Linked DNA regions of Mus musculus: regions 2, 3, 4 and 5 are each linked to region 1. The links are chromatin contacts, called in public Hi-C, HiChIP or PLAC-seq and promoter capture Hi-C maps. All regions are on one chromosome and are shown on one strand. Each heading gives the region's core, a stretch centred on a gene start, on an enhancer-like site or on the middle of the called end of the contact. The rest is flanking DNA. Distances are from core to core; before and after follow the strand shown.

What was found. Hi-C and Micro-C count contacts between places; a contact is called where the count stands out from the background. HiChIP or PLAC-seq counts read pairs in DNA pulled down with a chosen protein or histone mark. Capture Hi-C pulls out chosen DNA fragments and counts their contacts.
Region 2: a contact with region 1 is called in an H3K4me3 HiChIP or PLAC-seq map of pro-B cells, with 2.9 times the contacts expected there. The contact joins the promoter of Atp2a2 here to the promoter of Atxn2 in region 1. A contact is called at or near these places in 1 of 39 promoter capture datasets (pre-B cells), 1 of 484 Hi-C or Micro-C datasets (embryonic stem cells) and 3 of 115 datasets of contacts at active chromatin or transcription factors (astrocytes, large pre-B cells and pro-B cells).
Region 3: a Hi-C map of brain shows a contact between it and region 1, with 6 times the contacts expected there. The contact joins the promoter of Gpn3 here to the promoter of Atxn2 in region 1. A contact is called at or near these places in 1 of 39 promoter capture datasets (cranial neural crest), 2 of 484 Hi-C or Micro-C datasets (CD4 T cells and brain), 1 of 115 datasets of contacts at active chromatin or transcription factors (embryonic stem cells) and 1 of 9 other capture datasets (embryonic stem cells).
Region 4: a contact with region 1 is called in a promoter capture Hi-C map of adipose tissue. The contact joins the promoter of Pptc7 here to the promoter of Atxn2 in region 1. A contact is called at or near these places in 1 of 115 datasets of contacts at active chromatin or transcription factors (pancreatic cancer cells) and 1 of 9 other capture datasets (adipose tissue).
Region 5: a contact with region 1 is called in a promoter capture Hi-C map of pancreatic islet. The contact joins the promoter of Tctn1 here to the promoter of Atxn2 in region 1. A contact is called at or near these places in 2 of 115 datasets of contacts at active chromatin or transcription factors (astrocytes and embryonic forebrain) and 1 of 9 other capture datasets (pancreatic islet).

Annotation. Positions count from the first base shown.
Region 1 is chr5:121,708,761-121,713,535 of GRCm38.p6, forward strand. It overlaps Atxn2 (ataxin 2), which reads left to right and starts at 2,849. Exons shown (of 25, transcript NM_009125.2): 1 at 2,849-3,516. The coding sequence starts at 2,876.
Region 2 is chr5:122,500,406-122,505,180 of GRCm38.p6, forward strand. Atp2a2 (ATPase, Ca++ transporting, cardiac muscle, slow twitch 2) reads right to left here and starts at 1,820. Exons shown (of 20, transcript NM_001110140.3): 1 at 1,163-1,820; 2 at 526-543; 3 at 326-408. The coding sequence starts at 1,280.
Region 3 is chr5:122,370,463-122,375,237 of GRCm38.p6, forward strand. Gpn3 (GPN-loop GTPase 3) reads left to right here and starts at 2,046. Exons shown (of 8, transcript NM_024216.2): 1 at 2,046-2,194; 2 at 3,449-3,557. The coding sequence starts at 2,147. It overlaps Fam216a (family with sequence similarity 216, member A), which reads right to left and starts at 1,880. Exons shown (of 7, transcript NM_026883.4): 1 at 1,421-1,880; 2 at 53-111. The coding sequence starts at 1,485.
Region 4 is chr5:122,281,632-122,286,406 of GRCm38.p6, forward strand. Pptc7 (PTC7 protein phosphatase homolog) reads left to right here and starts at 2,767. Exons shown (of 6, transcript NM_177242.4): 1 at 2,767-3,278. The coding sequence starts at 3,038.
Region 5 is chr5:122,262,458-122,267,232 of GRCm38.p6, forward strand. Tctn1 (tectonic family member 1) reads right to left here and starts at 2,003. Exons shown (of 14, transcript NM_001039153.3): 1 at 1,681-2,003. The coding sequence starts at 1,912.

The sequences.
Region 1 (4,775 bases), core at 1,599-4,098:
ACACATGGGTTCTGGGGCTTGAACTCAGGTCCTCAGGCCATTTCTTATTATACGTAGCTATCAGTGTCAGGAAGTCTTGTTCAAATTCTCTTCCCTTCCCAATGTGCTTGGCACTTGGCCTTAGCTGTTCGGTTGGTGTAAGTCTTTTCTTAGTCTTTTTCTCCCCTGTTTTCCTTTCGGTTATTTAAAAGCTTATCTTGGTGTTGGAGAGATCCCTCAACACTCAATGGTTAGTGTACTACTTGCTCTTCTAGAGGACCCAGGTTCAATTCCAAGCATCCATATGGTGGCTCACAACCACCAACTCCAGTTCCAGGGATTCAATGCCCTCTCCTGGTCTTTGCAGACACCAGGCACACACATGTTAACACCAAAATCCATACACATAAGAGTTAAACTGACTTGTTAAAAACAAAACAACTTTAAAGGGGCTAGAGAGATGGCTCAGTGGTTAATTTCATTGTCTGCTCTTCTAGAAGACAGGGTTCAATTCCTACCACCGACATGGCAACTCACATCTGTCTATAACTCAAATTTCCAGTGGATCTGACTCCCTCACACAGACCTATGTGCAGGCCAAACACCAATGCACATAAAATTAAAAAAAAAAAAAACCTTTAACATGAACTTACCGGTATTAGTATATATTTTACGAATTCATTTTCAATTTAGGAATCAGGTACTGTTTTTTTTTTTGGGGGGGGGGTTGGTGGTTGGAGACAGGGTTTGTCTGTCTAGCCATGGCTGTCTTGGAACTCACTCTGTAGACTAGGTTGGCCTAGAATTTAGAAATTCACCTGCCTCTGCCTCCCAAGTGCTGGGATTAAAGGCCTGCGCCACCACTGCCGGGCTCAAGTAATGTTTTAAACCCTAGATTTGTTACTTATTTTGGCTTCTTTTGGAAACAGTGTTTCACAGAGCTGGTAAAAATGTACTATGTAGTAGTAGCCAAGGTTGGCCTTGAACTCTTTTCCCTGTGACCTCTATCTCCCGAATGCTGGGATTCAAGGCTTTGCTTTCATGTCAGGCTTCTTCAGGGTCACTTTTTCAAGGACCACCACATCTAGGAAGGCTAACTTTCCCTCTCTCCATGTTCTTGGGAAATAACAATGACCTTTTAGAAAGTGTTCACCAAATATGACAATTTTTATTTGGGCTATGTAGGTTAATTGAATTTCAACTGGACTACTAGTAACTCTTATATACGTTCTAAGTTTTTCTTTTTAATTATTCACAGGTGGACCAGGGGTGTGGAGCTGGAGAGGCAATGCTATACTCCCTATCTAAAACTGACACCCCAGATCCATTTTTCTCTCTTTTTTTTTTAAAGTCATATTTATGGCCAGTCATGGTGAAGCAGGTCTTTGATCTCAGCAGGCAGGTGGATCTATGTGAGTTCCAGAACAGCCAGGGCTGTTACACAGAGAAACCCTGTCTCGGAAAAAACCAAACAAGAACAAAAACCACCACCGACAAGGTCATACTTATATTGCTTATATATGTGTGGCACAATCCAAGGGTGGAGGGCTGGGGACAATTCCAAGCATTTAAGTTTTCTTCTTCCACATGCCAGCTCCAGGGTTGAGAGTTAGGTGGTGAGCTTAGGCAGCCTGGGCCTTTACCTTCTGAGCTATCTGCTAGCTACTTAAAAAAAAAAAAATCCATGTAGACCAACAAGTCTGGAACTCAAGAGATCCAGTTGCCTGTCCAGAGCTGGGATTAAAGGCATGTGCCATAACCAGGGGTAACTCTTCATTGAATTGCCCCTTCTTGAGACTGGGTCTCTTGTAGCTTAGCCTGGCCTAGAATTCCCTCATGAAGGTGAAGATGACCTTGACTGTCTAATCCTCCTTCCATTTCCCAAGTGCTCGTACTACAGGCAAGAACACCATGCCTGCCTTTAATTCACTGGAATGACTTTAATAGGTTGAGGGTTTTTTTTTTTCCCTCGGCCCATCACCTTCTTAAGCAATTTCACTTAGAAAAGAAAGAAAAAAAAAAAAACCAATTTAAACTCATTTGAAAAAAGTTAACCATTTGTTTCCAATTTAATTACAACACCTTAAAAAAAAAAACGGACCAGTGTTTGGTGGCCTTCCCGAGTTAAAGTAAAAGTTTTTAAAAGGGGTCAAGGTCTAAAGTTGACATTCTTGGGAAAGTCTGTTTAGTCTTCACCGAGGGAGACCCCATCACCCAGTTCTACTACCAATCAGGTCCATTTCCCTTCGGGTCCCCTGAAGGAGGAACTAAGAAGTCCGAGCGAGCTAGGGGGAAAAAAAAAAAGAGGGTTCAAATGAAGGTCAGAGACCCAACAGTTCGCCGGGGTGAATAAAGTGGGGCAAAGTGAAGCAGCTGGCGGTGGCTTCTGAGGCGGCAAGCTTCCCCACGCTGGCAGGGCAAGTCGGCACGCAGTGGCACCTGGGGGCCTACTGTGTGCCAGGCCCCGATTGCAGGTCCCCGCCCCGAAGGTGCCCGCAGGCCATCCTCTAAGTTGTGATTTGGTGGGGTGGGGGTGGGGTGAAATCAAGGTCCTCCAAGGGGGTCGAGGACACCCGAGCAGCTCACGGCGCCCGTCCCCGAAGCAGATCCCGAAGTTCAGACCCGCCTTGGCGAGGGCGGATCCCTCCTGGCCCCCTCCACGGCCCTAGTTCGACCCCGGGGAGAGCGAACGCGGCCCAGCGCTGCGCCCCGCTCCTCACGTGTCCCTGATCGGCCCCCCGGGCCGTCTCACGTTCGACTTCCGCCTGACCCTTCCGACTTCCGGTAAAGAGTCCCCCCCCCCACCCCCGACACCTCCCCCGCCCCGGGTCTGTTTCGCATCTCCGCGCCCTCCAGGCCCGCGTCAACCCCGTCCGCGTCCGCCAGCCCGGGTCCCATGCGTTCGTCCACCGCCGCCGCTCAGCGGCCCGCGGCGGGGGACCCCGAGCCGCGCCGCCCGGCGGGCTGGGCCGCGCGGCGCTCGCTCCCGCGGACGGCGCGGCGCGGCGGGCGGGGCGGCGCGGTGGCGTATCCCTCCGCCGGCCCTCCCCCGCGCGGCCCCGGCGCCCCTCCCCGCGGGCCGCGCTCGCCACCCTGCGCCTCAGACTGTTTTGGTAGCAACGGCCACGGCGCGTCCCGGCCCGGCTCCCGGCGGCTGCTCGGTGTCTGCGGGCCTCCCCGCCCCTTCGTCGTTGTCCTGCTGCCTCTGGCCCCCGCGGCCACGCCGGCCCGCGCCTGCCCGCCCGGCGTCCGCGCGTCCCCGCCGCGCTCCGGCGTCTCCTCCTCGGCGCGCCCGGCACCCGGCTGTCCCCGCCCGGCGTGCGAGCCGGTGTATGGGCCGCTCACCATGTCGCTGAAGCCGCAGCCGCAGCCGCCCGCGCCCGCCACTGGCCGCAAGCCCGGCGGCGGCCTGCTCTCGTCGCCCGGCGCCGCGCCGGCCTCGGCCGCGGTGACCTCGGCTTCCGTGGTGCCGGCCCCGGCCGCGCCGGTGGCGTCTTCCTCGGCGGCCGCGGGCGGCGGGCGTCCCGGCCTGGGCAGGTGGGTGTCAGCTCCCCCAGCCCCCTCCGCGCCGGGCCGATCCCGCGCCGCTCGTCCCCTCCCCCGCCTCGCGCCCCGTGACCGGCCGGCTTCGCGATGTGCCGGGGGGCCCGCGGAGGGGCGGGAGGCGCCGGCAGATTCCTTCGGGCTTCTCGGGCCGTGTCCAGCCTCCCGCACCATCGCGTCCCCTCCCCCCAGACGGCCAAGATGGACGGCCCTGGCGGCCCCCTGCCCCTCCCGGGTGTGCCAGGGGCGATTGGTATCCCGCCCCACCCCCTTGCTGCGCCCCCCCCCCCGATAGAAGGGCGGCTGAGCCTGGGTGCGGGTCGCAGGGGGTGGGGGGATCCTCTCCTGAAATGAGCCTCTTTGCCGGGTGGGGAGTCGGGAGGGAGGAGGGGAGATTGAGGCCCAGCCGCCCCAGGTAGGGTCAAGCCGGGTGTCCTGCATATCTATCCCCCGCCCCGCAGACCCTGGGAAGGTGGGCGACGGAGGCGAGGTGGGTGCCAGCGGCCTAACGCACCCATCCCCCTTTAGATCTGGGGCGGCGGGGTTCCCGCAGCGGGCCGTTCTTCCCCTCCCCCCCCCCAACTGGGGAAGGGGTGGGAGTGCCCGGCTCCCTCCAGGCCCGCCTCCCTCCTTCCCCGCAAGGTCCCCTGCGCGCGGGTGGTGGCCGATCCGCATTGCTGTTCCTCGTCCGCGGAGCAGAAGGCGCCTTTGAATAGAGGTGGGCGAGGGCCGGACTCTTGAGGTGGGTTGGCCGCGGGCTCTGGACACGCACCGCATTTTCCCTCCCAACCCCCCCCCCCCCCGGCCCAGTTCCTGCAATTTTTAGGGGTGAGGCGCCGCAACAGAGGAGTTGGTGCGGGTCCGAAGGCAACAACTCCCGAGTGTTGGCTTGCGCCCTGGTCCCCCTCTCCCCTTCCCTGGGCCCGATCTCGTTGGTAGGCTGGGGTGCTGTCCTGTGTGACTGGACTCTGGAGGGTGTGTGCGTGCGGGGGTGGGGAGTGGTGGGGGTGCTTGTCAGTTCGTATTTCACGAACTAAGAAAATGCTTAGTGTTAAAACGGAGAGGCAGATGCCAATAGACTCCATTCCATTGTGGCCGGTGTCCTTAACTTGGGAAACGCCGCCGCCAGAGCTTACCAAGGGCATGCAAGTCCTTTTCCCCTGTGCCCCTGTGTTACAGGCACTACTGTGCCTCCCTCTGGCCTAGGCCTGGCTGGCAGGGCCTGGAGCAGCCTCCTCCTTAAATAGACATCC
Region 2 (4,775 bases), core at 570-3,069, 790 kb after region 1:
GCCCAACATCATCGTAGTGTGATCTTACAACATGATAACAAATGGAAGAACCCCAACAGAAAAGGACTTAGAGTGAGGAACTTTCTGATACTAAAAACTGGTGAGACACAAGAATTCCAGAGACCCTGCGCAGTCAGGGGTCACCTCTCACTGCACTGTAACCTAAGCAAAACAGCTTCTATCATTTTCCCCCCTCTAATTCTTGAGTTATTTTGTTTGTTTGTTTTTAAACACGGAAACTCAATGGTAATTATTTATTTTCTGGTGTCCCAACGAAATTCTTTCAACTTTTATGGGGAGACAAAATAATTTTTTAAATACTTACGAAAGATATACATGCTGCCAGCAGTAAAATTCTAACTAGTAAGTCTTCAAACTGCTCAATCACAAGTTCCAGCAAGGTTTTTCCTGTTAGAAAAGGAAAGGAAAAAAAAAAAAAAAAAAAACAAACCATTTGTTTCAATTGTCCACATCAATCAGCCTGCACACATCATCTCTCCAAAATAACATGTTAATATTATTTACCTTCTTCAGCCGGCAATTCTAGAAGGCCGAAATTCGACAGCAACGTGTCAGGAGGAAAGCAGAAAGAAAAATGAAGATATTGTATTAGCGCTTTTATTAAAAACTGCTAAATTCACCACCATCGTTGTCTGAATGGCGGATATAGGTGTATGAACGTACAACAATCTGTCTCCACTTTGATACCCCGAGAAAATTATTCAGCCCTGGTAATCAGTGGCCTCGGAACTGCCCGTAAGCCCTCTCCGGCCTCCAGGACCATGCAGTCATTTCAGCTGGGTCATCACTTCTGCCAGATGTGCAACTTTGGGGAGCACAAGAAACGGTCCGAGGGTTTCTCAACAACATCGACGCCTCATAAATCCGCGGGGGACTCAGCCCAGCCGCAGGAACCTCCTCCCTCCTTCCCACTCCCTCTCCCCCCCCCCCAATCCGACTCGCTGAGCGCCGGCCGGGAAGGTCACCGGCTCGAGACCCCTAGAGGTCGGCGATGGCCCAGACCCGCGCGTGGACCGCCCGGCCTCTCGCAGCCGTCGGGCGCCGCGCCGAGCCAAGCCCCACGAGGTGGAGCCGGGTCAGCCATCTTCCTTGGCGCTCGGGCCCGCGCCGCGCCGCTGCAGCCCCGGCGCCCCGCACCTACCGTTGGAGCCCCATCTCTCCTTGAGCTTCTTGACCTGCTCCAAGCTCAGCCCCGTGCTCTCGTTGACCCCGAAGTGGCCCAGCACCTCCTCCACGGTCTTTGTGTGAGCGTTCTCCATGGCTGCGGGGGCCCCGGCCGGCCTCGCCTCGCGTCCCCGCGGCCTCCTCGCCTACCGCCTCGCACTCCGGCCGCGGGCTCGTGCCACCGCGGGCGCCCGGGCGCGGACAGCTGTCCCCTCCTTTTTCTTCTCCTCCTCCTCCTCCGCGGCGGCGGCGGCCGCTTCCGCCTGACCGGGGCGCTGAATCACCCGAGCCCCCTCCCCCAGAAACCGCCGCACGCGGCCCGGCCTCGCCGAGCCCGCCCGAGGGACTGCGAGCCTCCCGCCCCGCCGCGAGTGTGGGTCGCTTCAGCAGCTGCCAGCCGGCCGCGGGCAGCGCAGGCCCCGGGCGCTGCGCCGAGGAGACGGGGCGCAGATGAGGAGCGGCGCCGGGCCGAGCCCTCGGCGCCGGGAACCGCGAGGCAGGCGACGGGAGAGGAGCTGCGCGGCGCGCCGGCCCGAGCCCCTCAGCTCTGCACCCCCGACAGCGGCGGCGGAGGGAACTGCGGCGGAGGAGACGGGAGGTGGCGGCGTCGGGGACGGCTCCGCGGAGGCTGCTCTAATAGCATTTATCCGCCGCTGCCTCCCCTCTCGCCGCCGCCGCGGCATGTGGACGCCGCTCATTGGCCGAGAGAGCCCCCAGCGCGGCGCGGGCGGCGCGGCCCCGCCCCCTCCTCCGGCGCCCTCCCGCGCGCGCGCACCGCGCGCCCACGCCGCCAGCAGGCCCCGCCTCCTCCCGCGCGCCGCCCCCCAGGAACCCGGATCGAGGCCGCGCGCGGCGCCTGTGCGCGCGCACGGGGCCAGGGCCACCTCTGCGTCCACGCTGTGCTCGATGCGCTGCGGCCACCGGCGCGGGCGGAGGGTGAGCCTGACTTTTCCGGGGCCACGGCTTTTCCCGTATCGACCGCGCGCGGGGATAGAGCGCGGAGTTCACGGGTGGGCGCTCTGTGCTGGTTGCCCTGCCGCTGAGGTTGGGGACTGGCTGGGACCGCGCATTGGCAGGGAGGCTCGGGAACGCAGGGGGGCCGAGGCGCGCTCGCACTGGTGTCCTTGGCTTGCCTCCGCGTCCTGGGCAGCGCGAGCCGTGCTCTGCATCCTAATGTCTCCTTCAGAGCCCCCCTCAGCAACCAAGGGGAGGAATTCCGCAGTTCCCTTCCCACACAGCCAAAAGCGCTCATCTGTCGCCTCGGGAACACCGCATCCCACACCCCCAGCCGAAAGCCTCATCTCCATCGCACGCCAACACCAGCCCTTCCTTCCCCTGCGGGTTCTGTGCCCCGACAGGGAATCCCACTCTTGGGGGAGGAAGGAGGAAGTTTTATTTCGTTTTTAGTAGCTCACACAGCCTTTGACACACGTCTGCATAGAAGTCACAGGTTATGCTGTAGCAGCTATGCTAGGTGGCTTGGCTTTGGCTTCCAAATGATGGCTGCTATATAAGACTTCCACTTCCCCCAATGCGAGAGAAGGAGCCTTCAATCCCAAATCTATTCTTAAACCACAGATCATCTGTTGTTTCTGTGAGGTCTGTACAGAGCCTAGCATGCAAGGTAATTTTGCCAATATAAAGAGGCTATACGGAGCCCGCCTGTGATCCCACGAACAGAAGTGGAAGCCACGGGATCAAGAGTTCAAGGTCATGGACAGACACTGAAGGAGTTTAGGAGCAGTCTTCCACGTTGGACCTTGTCTAAAACATACAAAATAAATTTAAAAAGCAGAGGAATGTGGGAAGCCATACTTAACAGGGAGGAGGCCCTTTGCATTGAATTTGCAAATATCTTCACAAAATGCGGCTTCATGAAGGGCATAGATTGCAAAATAAAGCATTTCATCTTCTTGAGTGTTTAGCAACGCCACCCCCCCCCCCCAATCACTTGAGACGTCCCACAAGGCTCCGCCTCAAGACTTAAGATAGATTCCTTCAGCAGATGCAAATCATGGTGCTTTACCCGACTGAAAAAAAAAATCAAGTACGTCACTTCATTTAATTATTTCCAAGGAGTGGAGGCTGGCACGCAGTTCTGATTGATACTTGGAACAGGACCAACAGAACCCTACACGAAACAAACAAACAAAAATTCTAGTGTATAGCAATGCACTCCCTAGAAGCAAGGTGGAAACTGGTTAGGTCACAGCCTCTTCTGGAGGATCAGGTGACTGCCTGCGAGGTGGGGGGTGAGAGGGTGGGAGGGATGGAGAGCTGGTGGGTCTCCCTCCTAGCTGGATTCCAGTTCTGTCGTACCTACAGCAAGGGGCACTGAGAGTAGGAAGGTCATGACCTCTCTTAGTTTGTCTGTGATGCTCACTGGGTTTGGCTTTTGTTCTGTAGTCCCCTCCTTCAGGGGCTGGAGGTGCACCCTACAACACGGGTTCCCAGTTTTTCCCTCAGGCCATCTTCCTCCTTGTCCGGTCCCCTCCTGAAAGATGTTTGGTGGTTTTTTTTGTTTTGTTTTTCCAGAGCTGAGGACCGAACCCAGGGCCTTGAGCTTGCTAGGCAAGCTCTCTACCACTGAGCTAAATCCCCGAGTCCCCCCCACCCCCCGGAAAGATGCTTTATTATCTAAAGCAGCTCCCCTCCCCAGGATGCCTACTATCACATTATTCAAGGGTCTCTGCTGCCCTAGCACTTTTCTATGGAAAATACACTGTAGATTTTGTTTAGCTGCTCGGTGCCTGCCTCCTAGCATCTTGTAAGGGCATCCAGACTTGAGAATGAAGCTTGTCTGTCTGGTCCATACTCAGTACAAAGCACAGTCCCCAACATCTGCTCATCATTTATTGAGTGCCTACAGTTTAAATGCATGAAACCAATGAGAGCCCCACCCTCCTCAACCCATCAGTTACTTGGGAAGGGCTCTGCCAGCACTAAGGCCTCAGCAAACGTCTGCTCAGCTCCAGTGTACTAATTTTTCCATTCATCAATAAGCTGGATTTATTTTGGCCTCTGGACCACTTACCTATGAGAAGAATGGCTGTGAAGCTTAGGTTTAAACCAAAAAGAAGGGCTGGAGAGATGGCTCAGCGGTTAAGAGCACTGACTGCTCCTCTGAAGGTCCTGAGTTCAAGTCCCAGGAACCACATGGTGGCTCACAACCACGCGTAATGAGATCTGACACCCTCTTCTGGTGCATCTGAAGACAGCTACGGTGTACTTACATATAATAATAAATAAATAAATCTTAAACAAAACAAAAAGAAGGCAAAACTGCCCTCCCAGAAAAGACAATGCCTATAGTCTCAGAGATCCTGGGACTATATTCCATTGCCCTTCTGGAATGTTCTCTGCAAAGCATTTTCTACTGAAGGTTGGACTGCTCTCTGAAACATTAATATGCTTTCTAGCTGGGCACCTCTTTGCTTAGAGGTTGGCAAAACTGATCATGAACCCAAGACTCCCAGAAGCAGAATCCATGGTCCCTTTTATGTAGAAATAAAGTTGGGAGAAACAAAGGGTTGGTCTCACTTTAAAAGAAGGAGGAGGAAGAGGAGGAAGAGGAGAAGGAGAAGAAGAAG
Region 3 (4,775 bases), core at 796-3,295, 660 kb after region 1:
CTTAGTTACAGGGAACCTGGGTTCTCTCAAATCTGTAATCCACATGCATTACCTGCTTTATGCTGCTCGCCAGTGCCCTTGGAATTCTGGGGATAAGAATGTCCAGCTGATCTGTTAGCAAAGAACACGCATAATGTAATCTGGCAGCCTCATAGCCACTGAGGACTGAATGTTTTGGGTTTTTTTTTTTCAAGACAGGGTTTCCCTGTGTAGCCCTGGCTGTCCTGGAACTCACTCTGTAGACCAGGCTGGCCTCGAACTCAGAAATACGCCTGCCTCTGCCTCCAGAGTGCTGGGATTAAAGACGTGCGGCACCACTCCCAGCTGGACTGGATGTCTGAAAACAGAGACAGCTGCACACGCTCTTGACTTTTTCCTGTTTCCATCAATGTCTTACCAAGTTTCTCCTCTAGATTGGCTACAAAAAAGAATACAGCTTTTTCTAAGTGAGTGGTCAGATTTTTAGCATACTAGGATGAACGTGTGAGTGTGTGTATGTTACTGGGAGATAGAACTCAGGGCTAACCAACACTATACAAGTGCTCTACTACCACCAAGCTGGATCCCTAGTCTAATATTTACTTTACCAGAAAGGACTTAGGTAAATCTGGTCTCATAGCGTCCTAGTCTAATTCTACAGTGAGATCAAGCCTGTAGTTTGCTTGGTTCCTGTACTTAGCCACATGATATCTTTCTTGTTCTTTAATAGAAGTAATTTCTGTCCTGGAAAGAACAATTACGTTGTGCTGGAACTAGTACGCTGGTTTGTTAATTGTTTCCAATCATGGATCTGGTCTTTTTACTTTTTTCAAAAAATGAAATTGATTCCTGTAGCCGGGTAGTGGTGGCACACGCCTTTAATCCCAGCACTCGGGAGGCAGAGGCAGGTGGATTTCTGAGTTCAGGCCAGCCTGGTCTACAGTGAGTTCCAGGACAGCCAGGGCTACACAGAGAAACCCTGTCTCGGGGAAAAAAAAAAAAAAGTCTTAGCACCAAATATATATTTACAATAAAATGTACATTTAATAATAATGTACTTAATAAACATAAATATATTTTTATTTCATGGCCACGGATTCAGATTCTACAAGAGCCATGATTGTGGGCCTAGTTGGATCCCAGTCATCCCGCCTCTTGATTTTTTTAAGGAAGGAGGCCAGGAGGGGGACAGGGAAGCATGGCATCCAGCTGTGATATCAGAAGTCAACTGTCCTCAGCCATCTAGGGGACAGTTAAAACCTTCCCAGGCCCGAGGCGGCTGGACCCTCGGCTCCCCGCCAGGTTAGGAGCCCGAAAGCTCAGTCTCTGTCCTGCTCCGAGGCCGCCTCGGCAGCCGAGCCCCGCTAGAGCCCGCTCCCCCCCCCCCCCCCCCCCCCCCCGTCTCGCGCCTCCTCGGCAGGGGTTCCCAAGGCCGCCTCACCCTTCACCGCCTTCCGTCCGGGCCAAGGCGGGCGGCCCCGCGACCCCGGGCCAACGGCTCGGCATCCCGTCCACACGCGTGCACCACACCGGCTCTGAGTCGGCGGCCTCCGGCTCTCCCCACTCCGACCCTGCTCAAGTGGCCGCCGGATGGTGCGGAGGAAGACCCGAGTTCCTGGAGCTGTAGACCCGAGGGCGGAGGAACCTCAGGTAACCAGGCTCCTGCGCCTGGGCATCTCTCGCTGACAAGGACGCGTCAGGGCAAATCCATCCACACGCACCCTAAAGCAAGTATTCCTTATCCACCTCAGTATTCTAGACCCTCAGAGGACCTGCAGACCTTCGGTTGTCACCCTATGTGTCAAACCCAAGCACCGGTGCTGCGGCCCGGGGGCGCGGAGCGTAATTCGCGATCCGCTATCACCTAGGCAACCGCCTTCGCCGGAGGCCCAACCGATAACGGCTCTCGGCTCTTTCTCTTTCTCTCTCTGCGCACGCGTGAACGAACTCGTGTCCCCGCCTCCTCTCTGAGCACGGCACGCGTTTCGGAAGGCATTTTGGCCCTGGGGACGCTCCGTAGTCTATGGTGTAGTAAATACCCGTGCTGAACGAGCGATCTGTGGTTGCGATTGGCTCCTACGCACATTCCCCGGAACGCCGTGGCTGTCGCGCGAAGGCTGAAGGGAGTGTGGCCGTCGGCTGTGTGTGAAACCCCCGGAGAGGCGGCATGCCTCGATATGCGCAGCTCGTCATGGGCCCCGCGGGCAGCGGGAAGGTGAGCCTGGAGGAGCTGCGGTGCGTGGGTGGCTGGGCTCCGGGGAAACCCTGGGTATACGGCTTCCTGCTCTCTGCTTGTACCTTGCTTTTTTTTTTTTTTTTGTTTGTCTGGGAGTGATAGCAGCTTTAATAGCTCTTGAGCGGCTTGAGAGAGGGCTGAGCGCTCAAGAGCTTGTTCTGTCCTCCCAAAAGACTTCAGTTCTGTCCAGCACCCAGACAGAGCTGCAGGACACCTTTGCTCCAGGAACTGCCCTGGTCGTTCCAGGTGTCTTCATATCCATTCTGTGTGCTTGATCCTATACCCATTCTACAGATTACAAACACAGAAAGGTTTATTTTGTTCAAAATCATACGCTTACTTAGGTCCGCCCCGGAATCTGAGTCTGGGTTGTTGGTCTTTTTGTTTTTTTGGTTTTTTTTCCCCTGTCTAATTCCAGACAAGGCCCCCTGCCACGCACCCAGTATGGGGTCTTTTCTTCCCTTTTTCTCAGAAGTTTGGAGTATGGGTTTCAGATAAGTTTGTAGATATGCACTGTTTGTGGGCATTTTTTTCTTTTTCCTTTGAGACAGGGTTTTTCTGTGTAGCCCTGGCTGTCCTGGAACTCACTCTGTAGACCAGGCTGGCCTTGAACTCAGAAATCCGCCTGCCTCAGCCTCCCACGTGCTGGGATTAAAGGCGTCTGCCACCACTGCCTGGCTCTAGTTTTTATATTTATTTTTTTTGTGTGATACAGTGTTTCTTTGTGTACATATTAAGAGAATGATGCTAAGGACACTTAAGCACAGTAGAAACGGCAATGGTGACATTTGAGGGATGCCTAGAGTCTATAGAGGTGTTTGTATCATTTTAATATTTAATAAATACAATATTCAGAGTACTAGAGATGGCTGTGTGACTCCACAGGGCCTGTCATCTGATCTGGAAGGTACACAGCTCACCTGTCAGTTACAGTGCATCTGTATGGTGGGGCTGTCCTAGGTAGAGAGAACAGGCTGTCAAAAGGAAGCGTGGAGCGTGGAGGAGGTCATTTCTGTAACCTACGTTAATTTGTAGACTGTGTTAAAGAAACATCCTGAGCCCACGCCCTGCATCTAGATCTGCAGCTCTGGTCTCATCGCCTTCCCAGGGTTTCCCTGGAGGTGCAGTTTGGCTTGGGTGGACACTGGCTCAGAGAGGGGAGAATTGTCTGGGCATGTGGAGGGCGGTACGCTACTGCCTTGGGTGCTAACCCCCCACCTTGTCACGTTACAGAGCACCTACTGTTCCACCATGGTTCAGCACTGTGAAGCCCTCAACCGATCTGTCCAGGTGGTCAACCTGGACCCGGCGGCAGAACACTTCAACTACCCTGTCATGGCCGGTAAGTCCCGGCAGGGCCACCTTCTTCAGGCACCGTAAAGCTCAGAAGGCACTGGAAGCCGGCTGCTCAGTTATTCACGTGCTCAGCCCCGGGGTGAGGAGGAGCAAGATGAGGCCACGGGCCATTTCATGGTGGTGTTTGTGGGTGTGGATGCCATGGCCTCCTTTTCTGGTCTTTGCTGGGAGACTCTAAGGTGAGCGGGCTCCTGCCTCCCTGCCTTTCCCTCTGGTCCCCTTGTTGCTTACTCTGGTGAGTTGGGGGTAAGATGGTTTGTCCACAGTAAATAGCACCTGTGCTGGCTTAAAAAAGGTGAGGCTCAGCCGGGCATGGTGGCACACGCCTTTAATCCCAGCACTTGGGAGGCAGAGGCAGGTGGATTTCTGAGTTCAAGGCCAGCCTGGTCTACAAAGTGAGTTCCAGGAAAGCCAGAGCTACACAGAGAAACCCTGTCTCGAAAAACCAGAAAATAAAAAAAATTTAAAAAGGTGAGGCTCAGGGCTGGGCTGGGGCTTGGTGGTGGAGTGCTTGCCTAGGGTATGTGAAGCCCTGGGTTTTACCCTCAGCACCACATAAAACCAAGTGAGGTAGTACACATTTGTCACCTCTGCTCAGTGAAACAAAACAAAGCTTTTTTTGTTTTTTAATTAAAAATAGTAATCCTCAAACAGAAGCTGCTCACTGAGATGACGGTGCAAATGTTTGAGCCATCAGCTATATACATACACACATACATACGTACATACATACAGACACACATACATACGTACATACATACAGACACACATACATACGTACATACATACAGACACACACATACGTACATACATACACACATACAGACAGACAGACAGACAGACATACGTACATGCATGCATACACACACATACATATATATGTACATACATACATACATCTCGGTACATTAAGTTCCGGGATGGATGACCTCACATGGGGAAGGAGTTTGGTTAGAGAAGGGGGACAGAGGCAGAGCCCTGAAGCTGTGCGTTCTCTGGAGGCTGTTAGAGGAGACGAAGCAGCAAGCTTCAGAAAGGCCAGGAGGGAGTGTTTCAAGAAAGAGGTGTTGTTACATAGATGCAACCGAACATTTGTGTAAGACGGTGACAGATGTGGGACCATAGTGACATTGGCAGCTTTGACCAGAATTAGTGGAGCAGTGGACCAACAGCTGGTGGGAGGGGATGGAGAGCTGGAGGGGTG
Region 4 (4,775 bases), core at 1,517-4,016, 570 kb after region 1:
AAAAAGGCAAACATTCCTGGATGAGTTTTTTTTTTTATGTTACAATTTTAAATTATGGCGTGAGAGAGAACTCCATAGGTTCAGGCATTTACTGTGCAGCCCTGGAAACACGAGTTTGATTCCTAGAACCCGTGGAAGGTGGAAGGGAAGAGCTGGTCTCCTGATCGCTGTCCTTTGACCTCAGTCTTGCATACATATGGTATGTGTCCCCCAACCTCCACACCCTGGATATGCAAGTGCCTATGTACACACACACACACACACACACACACACACACACACACACACACAGGCACACACATACACTTATACACAATATTAAGTTAAACTACAAATTATTTCACATTGGATTACTAAAGGCCAATTCTATTGTTTGTGAATTCCACCTTTCCAAACATTTCCTTCCATTCTGATAGTATGTATGGTCTAGCCCACTGTTCTTTCTTTTACCAAACAGATCAGACATTTACAAACTTCTCTCCCATGTGCCAGATATTAGATTAAACCCTGATGATATGATGCCTATTTGCCTCCACCCCTGAGTAACCCGGTCTGTAGTGAAATCCCATGGTCTGGGAGCACAACAGAGAACACAGATATCTAAGATCCCCTTAGATATGGAATTACATCCTCACTGGTAGAAGAAAGAATAAAGGAAAGGTTTTGGGGCAGCTGTGTGCTTGGCAGGAGGCCAGTCAGCAAGGAAACACCAAATAGCTAGAAAAGGTATTTTGGACCTAGATCATTTATACACCACCCACACTGGCTAGGAATGAAACCTCAATGTGTATATGTTTATGACACATACCAACACTGTAAATGAGATAAACTGGGCATGCTAGTGTGTGCTTATAAGGCTGGGCAATTGACCTGTAGAGGAAGGAGAAACAGGACTGAGTTCAAGTCAGCCTTAGGCAAACAGAAAGTTCAAGGTCAGCCTAAGTTATAGGAGATCCTGTCTTTACAACAAAATACTAGAGACTGGAGGGATAGCTCAGCAGTCAAGAGCACTGACTGCTCTTCTAGAGGACCTGGGTTGGATTCCCATCACCTATATGGCTGCTCACAACTGTCTGTAACTCCAGTTTTAAGAGATCGAATGCTCTCTTCTGAGGCCCCAGGGGCACTGCACACACATGACATAGGACACACATGTAGAAAAAACACATAAAATAAGAATAACTCACTCTGTAGACCAGACTGGCCTCGAACTCAGAAATCCACCTGCCTCTGCTTCCCAAGTGCTGGGATTAAAGGCGTGCGCCACCACTGCTCAGCTTAAAAAGTTCTCTTAAGAACAGTAATGACGGGCTGGAGAGATGGCTCAGTGGTTAAGAGCACCGACTGCTCTTCCGAAGATCCTGAGTTCAAATCCCAGCAACCACATGGTAGCTCACAACCATCCATAATGAGATCTGACGCCCTCTTCTGGTGTGTCTGAAGACAGTTACAGTGTACTTAGATATAATAATAAATAAATCTTAAAAAAAAAAAAAAAGAACAGTAATGACGATGATGATGATAAAGAGTCTTTGCTGTTACTCAACTGAAATAATTTCTTAGGGAAATAACTTACAATTGTTAATATTTGGGGAAGGCTGTTTGATCTTTGTTCAAATAGGCCAAGAGTTTTAGAAAAAATAAAATAGAAAGTGCCCCCTCTCTTCTTTATCTCCCTCTCTCTTCTTTCTTTCTTTCTCTCTCTTTCTCTCTCTCTTTCTTTCTTTCTTTCTTTCTTTCTTTCTTTCTTTCTTTCTTTCTTTCTTTCTTTCTTTCTTTTTTGAGACAGGGTGTCTATGTAACCTTAACTGACCTGTAACTCACTATGTAGATCAGGCTGGCCTCATGTTCACAGATCTGCCTACCTCTGCCTCCTAACTGCCAGGGATTAGAGCTATAGGCCATCATGCCTGACCCCTTCTTTCTGCCAAGGGATGACCCTCTTGAAAAGAGAAGGCAGCTGTGGCTGGAGAAAGAGGCCTCATCTTGGCAGTTCTCTCAGCCCTCCACAGTTTCTGAAGGCCTCCAAATCAGAGGCAGGAAAAAGACCTGCTTGGCCAGGTTGACTGTCAAACTTAGGATCTAGGGTACTAGATCTGGGGCTTTCAAGACACAGGAATAATGGAAATGTTAGGATTGCCGTTTCTCACCCAGTATACTAGATGGTGTAGAATCCCAATCTTGGTTTCTTACAGTTATGTAAAGGAATATATATAGAGAGAGGGTGTGTGTATGTGGTGTGTATGGAAGAAACTGTTAAACAAGATATAGTGGCACATAATTTGTAATCCTTGAACTTGAGAAGCTGTAGGCAAGATCAGAAGGAATCCAAGGCCAACCTTGGTGACAGAGCGAGTCTGAGGTCAGCCTGTGCTTGATGAAACTCTATCTCAAAAAAATCAGAAGAGGGAAAAAAAAAGGTGGTGAGAGAGAAAAAAAATCAAAACAGGACACCCATTCTAATTCCCCCCCAAAAAAAACCCCCAACAACCCAGTCTACCGGTCATTCTCAATAATTTACAGTCCTCTGGTAAATCTAACTCCTGGATCACAGGTAGCCAAGACCAAAGCGACTATAACTCTTAACTACGACTTCCAGGAGACACTGCGCCCACACCCTTTGCGCACGCTCGATTCCGGTGACTACATAGGGCTGCGAGTCCGAGGGGGCGGGGCTTGGACCTGAGCCGCGGAGAGGGGGCGGGGCCGGGGCGGGGTCGGAGAGGGGGCGGCGCTGCCGGCGCGGCCCGGAACACGCTAGTGGAGCGGAAGATGGCGGCGGCGGCGGCGGCTGCAGCCGGGACCCCAGTGTGGTTGAGGCGGAGGAGCCGCCGGCTCTGACCTCGCTCTGGCTCCAGTGCGTGCGGTAGAGCGTGTGCGAGGCCCCGTGCGGCGGGCAGGGGCGGCAGTGGCCAGTGCGCGCCGCCCTGAGGAACGCCCCGGCGGCGCGGCTGCGGCGGAGGAGAGAGCCGGCTCCGGGCCTCGGCGTCCTCCGGCGCCCCGGGCCCCGCGCCTCCTCGGGGGGGCGGCGGCGGCGATGTTCTCGGTCTTGTCGTATGGACGCCTGGTGGCCCGTGCCGTGCTCGGCGGCCTGTCGCAGACCGACCCCAGGGCGGGCGGCGGCGGCGGCGGCGGTGGTGGCAGCAGCGGCGACTACGGGTTGGTGACGGCGGGCTGCGGCTTCGGCAAGGACTTCCGTAAGGGCCTGCTCAAGAAGGGCGCGTGCTACGGGGACGACGCGTGTTTCGTGGCCCGCCACCGCTCGGCCGACGTCCTGGGTGAGTCCCCCGGCCCCAAGTCGGCCTCCTGGGGACTCCGGAGTGCGAGTCTTCCCTGCTTCCTCCGCTGAGCGCAGCGCAGCGCCTTGCCGAGCGCCCCGAGATGCGTTTTCTGCCTCACGATCCCTCCCTCCCCATCCCCACACTTTAGAAATGGGGAAACTGAGGGACAGAGCGGTGGAGCCACGTGCCCAAGGTCACCGCCTTGGGAATGTGTCCAGTCCGTCCCGGTGCAGAACCGCGCACTCTTCTTAGTCACAGCCCCCACGCGACCTCGTCCTCCTCGTTCGGCGACACCTGCAGGCTGCTAACCTCGCTTTGCCTCACTCCCTCCTCCCTCTTGGCGCCCCGGGAATCCCTGCTTCTTGGCGAGCTCCTGACGCCACGGCCCGGTCCCAGCTGCGGGATCCGGGAGCAGACCCGAAGACAGACGGCGGGGAGCCCACAGCCCCCCGTCGTGGGTTCTTCCCGCTGCCTGGACCGTCCTCGGATTGCCATCCTTTTCGGGAAGGGCCGTGGGGTTGTGGGTGGACTGCTGGCCTGGTTAGAAATTCTAGCAGTGCTTTCTCCCTAACCCAGCTTGTCTACTTGAGGTCACTTGGGGGTGGCAGAAAGGTCTCCTTGACCCAAAATAGAATGGCTGGACCTGCTTGTAGGCTGCAGCCAAAAAGGCTGTGAGACTCGGTCACAGCTTTTTAGGCCACAGGTGCTTCCTAAGATCTATCCCAGTTACTAGAGGAGAGAGAGAGAGAGAGAGGAGAGAGAGAGAAAGAGAGAGAGAGAGAGAGAGAGAGAGAGAGAGCTGTCCAAAGGCCTAAACAAATGCACAAGCTGTCAGAAACTTTACCTAGGGTATGCCCTTGGAGAGTTCCCTGTATGCCACTAAAGGTCTTTCAGTTCGGGAAGCTCTTCTTTTGATATTGAAGGACAGACTGTCATTGGCGCCTAGGTTCAAATGTCACGTTGGTTTCACTTCTCCAGTGACATTGAGTTTATGGTTACTTAAAAGCTTCATAGGCTTAGACAAAATATGGCATCGGAGCAAATAATAGTTTTTGTGACAGTAATTGTTTGCCGTTTTTTTTTTCTCCTTCTTTCTTTTTCGTGTGAACAGTGTCTTTGTAGCTCGTTTGCTGTTTAGTGCAGGCTGACCTTCAGCTCTTGCTGAAGATACAGGTGTGTGCCCAGCTCCCAGCTCTTGACATTTTCAAATCAGATAACCTTGTGAGTTTTGGTTTTGTCACATGGAGTGTTTGTAAGCATGATACCGGGGTTGGTTCTCATTTTAATTGATGAATAACCTCTTCATCTGTGTTGAGAAAAATCTTGTAGTATTTAGACCGCACTATTGGTACCAACCTTTCAGAGAGCCTCCCTAGGTTTGGAAGTATACAGATTCGCCGTGAAGTCTATTGAGAGGCTGCCGTTTGCGGCTTCTGCAAGTCACCTAGGCAGCCAGCAGCCCTTCGCTTGGGGAACTTAGGGTCTGTGCTGCCT
Region 5 (4,775 bases), core at 753-3,252, 550 kb after region 1:
GGCTTTGGCAATTTTGGTTGTTTGCTCTTTGCTTCCTGAAGCAGAGGCTACTTTGGGTCACAGGTGCCTTCCACCATGGTTCCTGCCTTTCCCCAGCTAAGGTGTCACTGAATCTGTTTGTTTGTTTGTTTCTTGTTGTTTTTCTTTGAGACAGGAATTCTCTGTGTAGCCCTGACTGGAACTCACTTTGTAGATCAGGCTGGCCTCACACTCAGAGATTCCCCCACCCCTCCCCAGGATTAAAGAGTGTACCACCTGCACAACCTGGCTTGATTTTTTTTTAATTTATTTATTTATATGAGTTACACTGTAGCTGTCTTCAGACACACCAGAAGAGGGCACCAGATCTCATTACAGATGGCTATGAGCCACCCATGTAGATGCTGGGATTTGAACTCAGGACCTCTGGAAGCGCAGTCAGTGTTCTTAACCACTGAGCCATCTCTCCAGCCCCCTGGGCTGCATCTTAACTGTAATGTTTGGTTTCCTTTTGGGGAAGAGGGGCAATAATCTCAGGCTTCAAACAAAGAATTTTAGCCAAATGCTGACGGGATGTCATAGCATTCTTATTTGTATGAATGAATGGTTTCAAAATTTACAAAAAAAAAAAAACCAAAACAAAAAAACAAGCTCTAGAGATGGGAGGCAGGCTGGGAGGCCCACACCTGGGAATCTCAGCAACTGGGAGGCAGAGTCAGGAAGATGTCAGGTTACAGGCCAGTCTGGGTCACTTAGCAAACCTGTCAGGAACAAAGTTAGGAAAGAAGGCGAAGGCAGGAGACTGGAATGGTTCTAGAACAGGCTGGGGAGATGGCTCAGGAGTTAAAAGCACATACTGCTTGTATACAGGACCTAACTTCTGTTCCCAGGACCCAAGTCAGCCAGCTCTCAAACAAACTCCAGCTCCCCACTTCGGTTCTCCAAGGGCGCCAATATATATCCACCCCATCCTCACAAACATATACAAATATGCACACACAATTTAAAATACTTTTTTAAGATTTAGAAAAAATTCCCCCCGAAAGTGGTATAACGCTCTGGAAAGGCACGAAGGGAAAGGGGAGTTTTATTGATAAATGAAAAATGCTTTCTTAGTCCGAAAGACAAATTAGCTCCTCCTTGACTAGGTCCTCTCTAGCCATGGACAACTGCGCGTACTCACTAAAAGAACGCCATACTCCCTTCACTGGGATGGGTAAAAGGGAGAGAGCAATTAAGTCCACTACCTCATGTGTTTAAATTTACAACCACGAATTGTTGCCAAAGCTTCAAATTCCGAGCGGTAAGTAGATACGGATGAAACAGGTGTGTTTAATAACTCCATTTAGCTGGTAAAAAATGTCTAAAACGCACTTAATCACCCTGAAAATATCTGCTGGGCTCTCAGTAATCTAGACACAACTGGGATGCCCATGTCCGTGTGTCTGCGTGGAGAGGACGAAGATCCACTTAGCACTCTTTCTTCTACCAGTACTGCCTTCAACTCATTCTGTAGGTTTCTATCTAGTACCCCACTGCAGCCGTCTGCAATGATGCGGAAAAGGGAGTAACTGAGCCCCGCCCTCCGCATTTGTGTGCCAGAGATCCGATCTCCCCCTGAGGGTAACGACAGGGAGGCTGAGAAGGGGGTAACTTTGAGCTGGTGTACCCGCTCCAGGGGGGTCACCCCTTTGTACCCACCGTCCGTGACCGGGGTAGGCCTGGGGCCAGAGCGCTCCGGTGCCCTGGGAGTTCCCGGGGTCCTAGGCGACAGGGAGGGCTGCAGAGTGGTGGGGGTGGCCTTGGTGGAATTGAGATCCTCCTTCGTCACTGCTGGGGTGGCCGCAGCCGGGATGGCAATGACCTGGGTGCTCGAAGAGGTGTAGCAGTTTAGGAGCACCAGCAGGAGCGGCGGGAGACCCCGCGACCCCATGGCCTAGCAGAGTAGCCCGCGCCGGGGAGCTAGGCCCGTCTGTTGCCCGGGCAACAGTCACAGCCTAGCGCTAGGTATCACGGGAAAGGGCTCGCGAGGCCAAACTGGTCTGCGGAAGAAGGTGGGGCCTGAAGTCAGACCCGCGAATGGGGCGGGAGCTGGGCGAGGCTATAGGCGGGGCCTGGGCGGAATCGGAGAGGAGGGGCGGGGCCGGTGGGGGCGGGGTATGAGACAGCTCTTTCTAAGGAGCCCTCAGAAAATCGGAAGATGTAAACTTCTGTTGTGACACTTTGGGTGCTGCGTGGTTGTTTTTTTTTTTTTTTTTAAAAATGTAGATTCCCAGCTATAGCCTCACAGAATTCGGAGTCAGTCAAGACTAGGGCAGAGCCTAGAAGAGAGTATTTCTAATAAAAGACCCGCAGCGCATGTTTAGAAGTGACTTGGTTCCTTTAAGTTACATTGAATTTCTTACCCCATGTAACACTTTCTTTACTTTCTTTGCCTTTGGATACATCGCAGGAGGTCGCCAGAGCACTTCTGTCCACGGATTTATTTATGATAAGAGAAACAAAAGAATTCTTAACTTTTTGGTTCTTTTAGACGGGATCTCTCTGTGCCTGACTAATCTCGAACCCAAGGCAGCCCTATGTCAGTGCCTCATGCCAGGCATGCACCACCGCATCCAACCTCCATATCTGCCTTTATGATTATATCATTTGGAATGTTCTTCTCATCGTGTGTGTGTGTGTGTGTGTGTGTGTGTGTGTGTGTGTGTGTGTGTGTTTACTGGTAGGGGGAGGATGGGGGAGGAATTTGAGACAGGGTTTCTCTCTGTAGACCTGACTGTCCCAGAATGCACTCTGTGGACCAGTCTGGCCTCGAACTCGGAGAACCACCTGCCTCTGTCTCTCAGGTATTTTTTAAGGGTTAGTTATGTTTTGTTTTGTTTTGTTTTTTGTATATGGTGTTGTGTCTGTATGTATGTACACCAGCAGAGGGCATCAGATCCCATGAGACAGTCATAGACATGACATGAGCCACCAAGTGGTTGCTGGGAATTGAACTCAGGACCTCTGGAAGAGCAGCCCAAGCTCTTAACCGCTGAGCCATCTCTCCAGCCCTTCCTTAAGTCTTACAGCCCTGTGCTTCAAATCATTCTGTGAAAAGTTCTCAAAATCCTTTTATCCAGTCTCAAGCCTCAATGTAATTTTCTGACATTTGACTTCAAGGTGTAGACTGTTATCTGCTCATACATTTCGAAAGCCTTAGGGGACAGTGGGGACTCATTTGTTAGTTTCTTTCTTTCTTTCTTTCCATCATAATTCACTGAGTCCATCTAGGGGCTAGAGAGATGACTCAGCCATTAGGAGCCCTTGCTGCTTGGAGAAGACCAGGGTTTAGTTCTCAGCACCAGCATGGTGGCTTCTCACCTGTGTTACTCCAGCTCTAAAGGATATAAACCGGTCCTCTGGTCCCTGGGGGCACCTGCATGAGTGTGTGCACCCAAATAAAAGCACACATCTAAATGTGACGCTTCCATTATTCAAAACTGAATATATGAATATAAGCAATATAGTAGTCACCTATGCTGGAGTTTCTTCCCAGTCAACATTTTTGTTGGCAACAAGTAACAAGTTTACTGGGTGTAGAATTTGGTTTGGTTTTAGTTTTCAGTGGTTTTTAAAGATTGATTTATTATTATATGTAAGTACACTGTAGCTGTCTTCAGATGCTCCAGTAGAGGGCATCAGATCTCATTATGGGTGGTTGTGAGCCACCATGTGGTTGGTGGGATTTGAACACAGGACTTTTGGAAGAGCAGTCAGTGCTCCTACTGGCTGAGCCATCTCGCCAGCCCCTCAGTGGTTTTTAATGAAAGCCGTTCTAACAGGTATACTAGACTTTAAGTAGACCTGTATTTGCATTTCTCTTGGATACCCTTCCTAGAAGTACATTCTATGGTCTTGTGTGTAAGTTTATAAGAAACCGCCCAACCTTTCTCCAGAGCCACTCCCCAGTGTTCTTTCCCCACCAATAGAGTCTGACAACTCCAGTTTTGGATGCTCTTGAAACACTGGGAGGTTAGGCATGATCAACTCCACTTCCATTTTTGTTTGTGGCTAACTTGACAGGCTTGCGGTGGTGTCTCCTTGTCAGGTAAATTTGTTTGTTTGTTTGTTTGTTTGTTTGTTTCAAGTCAGGGTGTCTCCTGTAGCCCAAGCTGGCTTCAAACTCACTATGTAAATAAGAATGACTTTGAACTTCCGGTCTTCCCTCTCCTTCCTCCCAAGTGGGTGGGATGCAGGGTGCCTATCGCTGTACCCAGTACAGATGACCCTGGAGATCCAACCTAGCGCCTCATGCATCCGAGACAAGCACCATACCAACGGCACCATACCAAGGCACCATACCAAGGCAGGTTCCAGCCTTGGTTTTTTGTTGTTGTTGTTGGTTTTTTTTAGACAAAGTCTTACTGTGTATCCTCTGCCCCTTCCTGGCCAGCCTCCCCTAGTGTCAGAACTGCAGGTGTGTGCACCTTCAACCTAAATTGGCTCTTAATATCCCATCAACTGACGTGCGCTGACCCACTGACTTTGCAGTTACCAAAGCACACAGTCTGAGGCCAGGTGTAGTAGATACTTGAAACACTCAGCAGGGAAACAGCCCCAAGTTCAAGGCCACCCTGAGCTACATAGAAAGATCTTGTCTGAGAGAAAAACAGCAGGAAGGAAGGGAATGTGATTCTAGTACTCCGGAGATGATGGCGGGCAGGAAGATCAGGGGTTCAAAGTCAGCTTCAGCTGCCTAGCAAGGTTAAAGGTCTACATGGGATGGAAATCGGGCTTCAAAATGGAATTAAGCT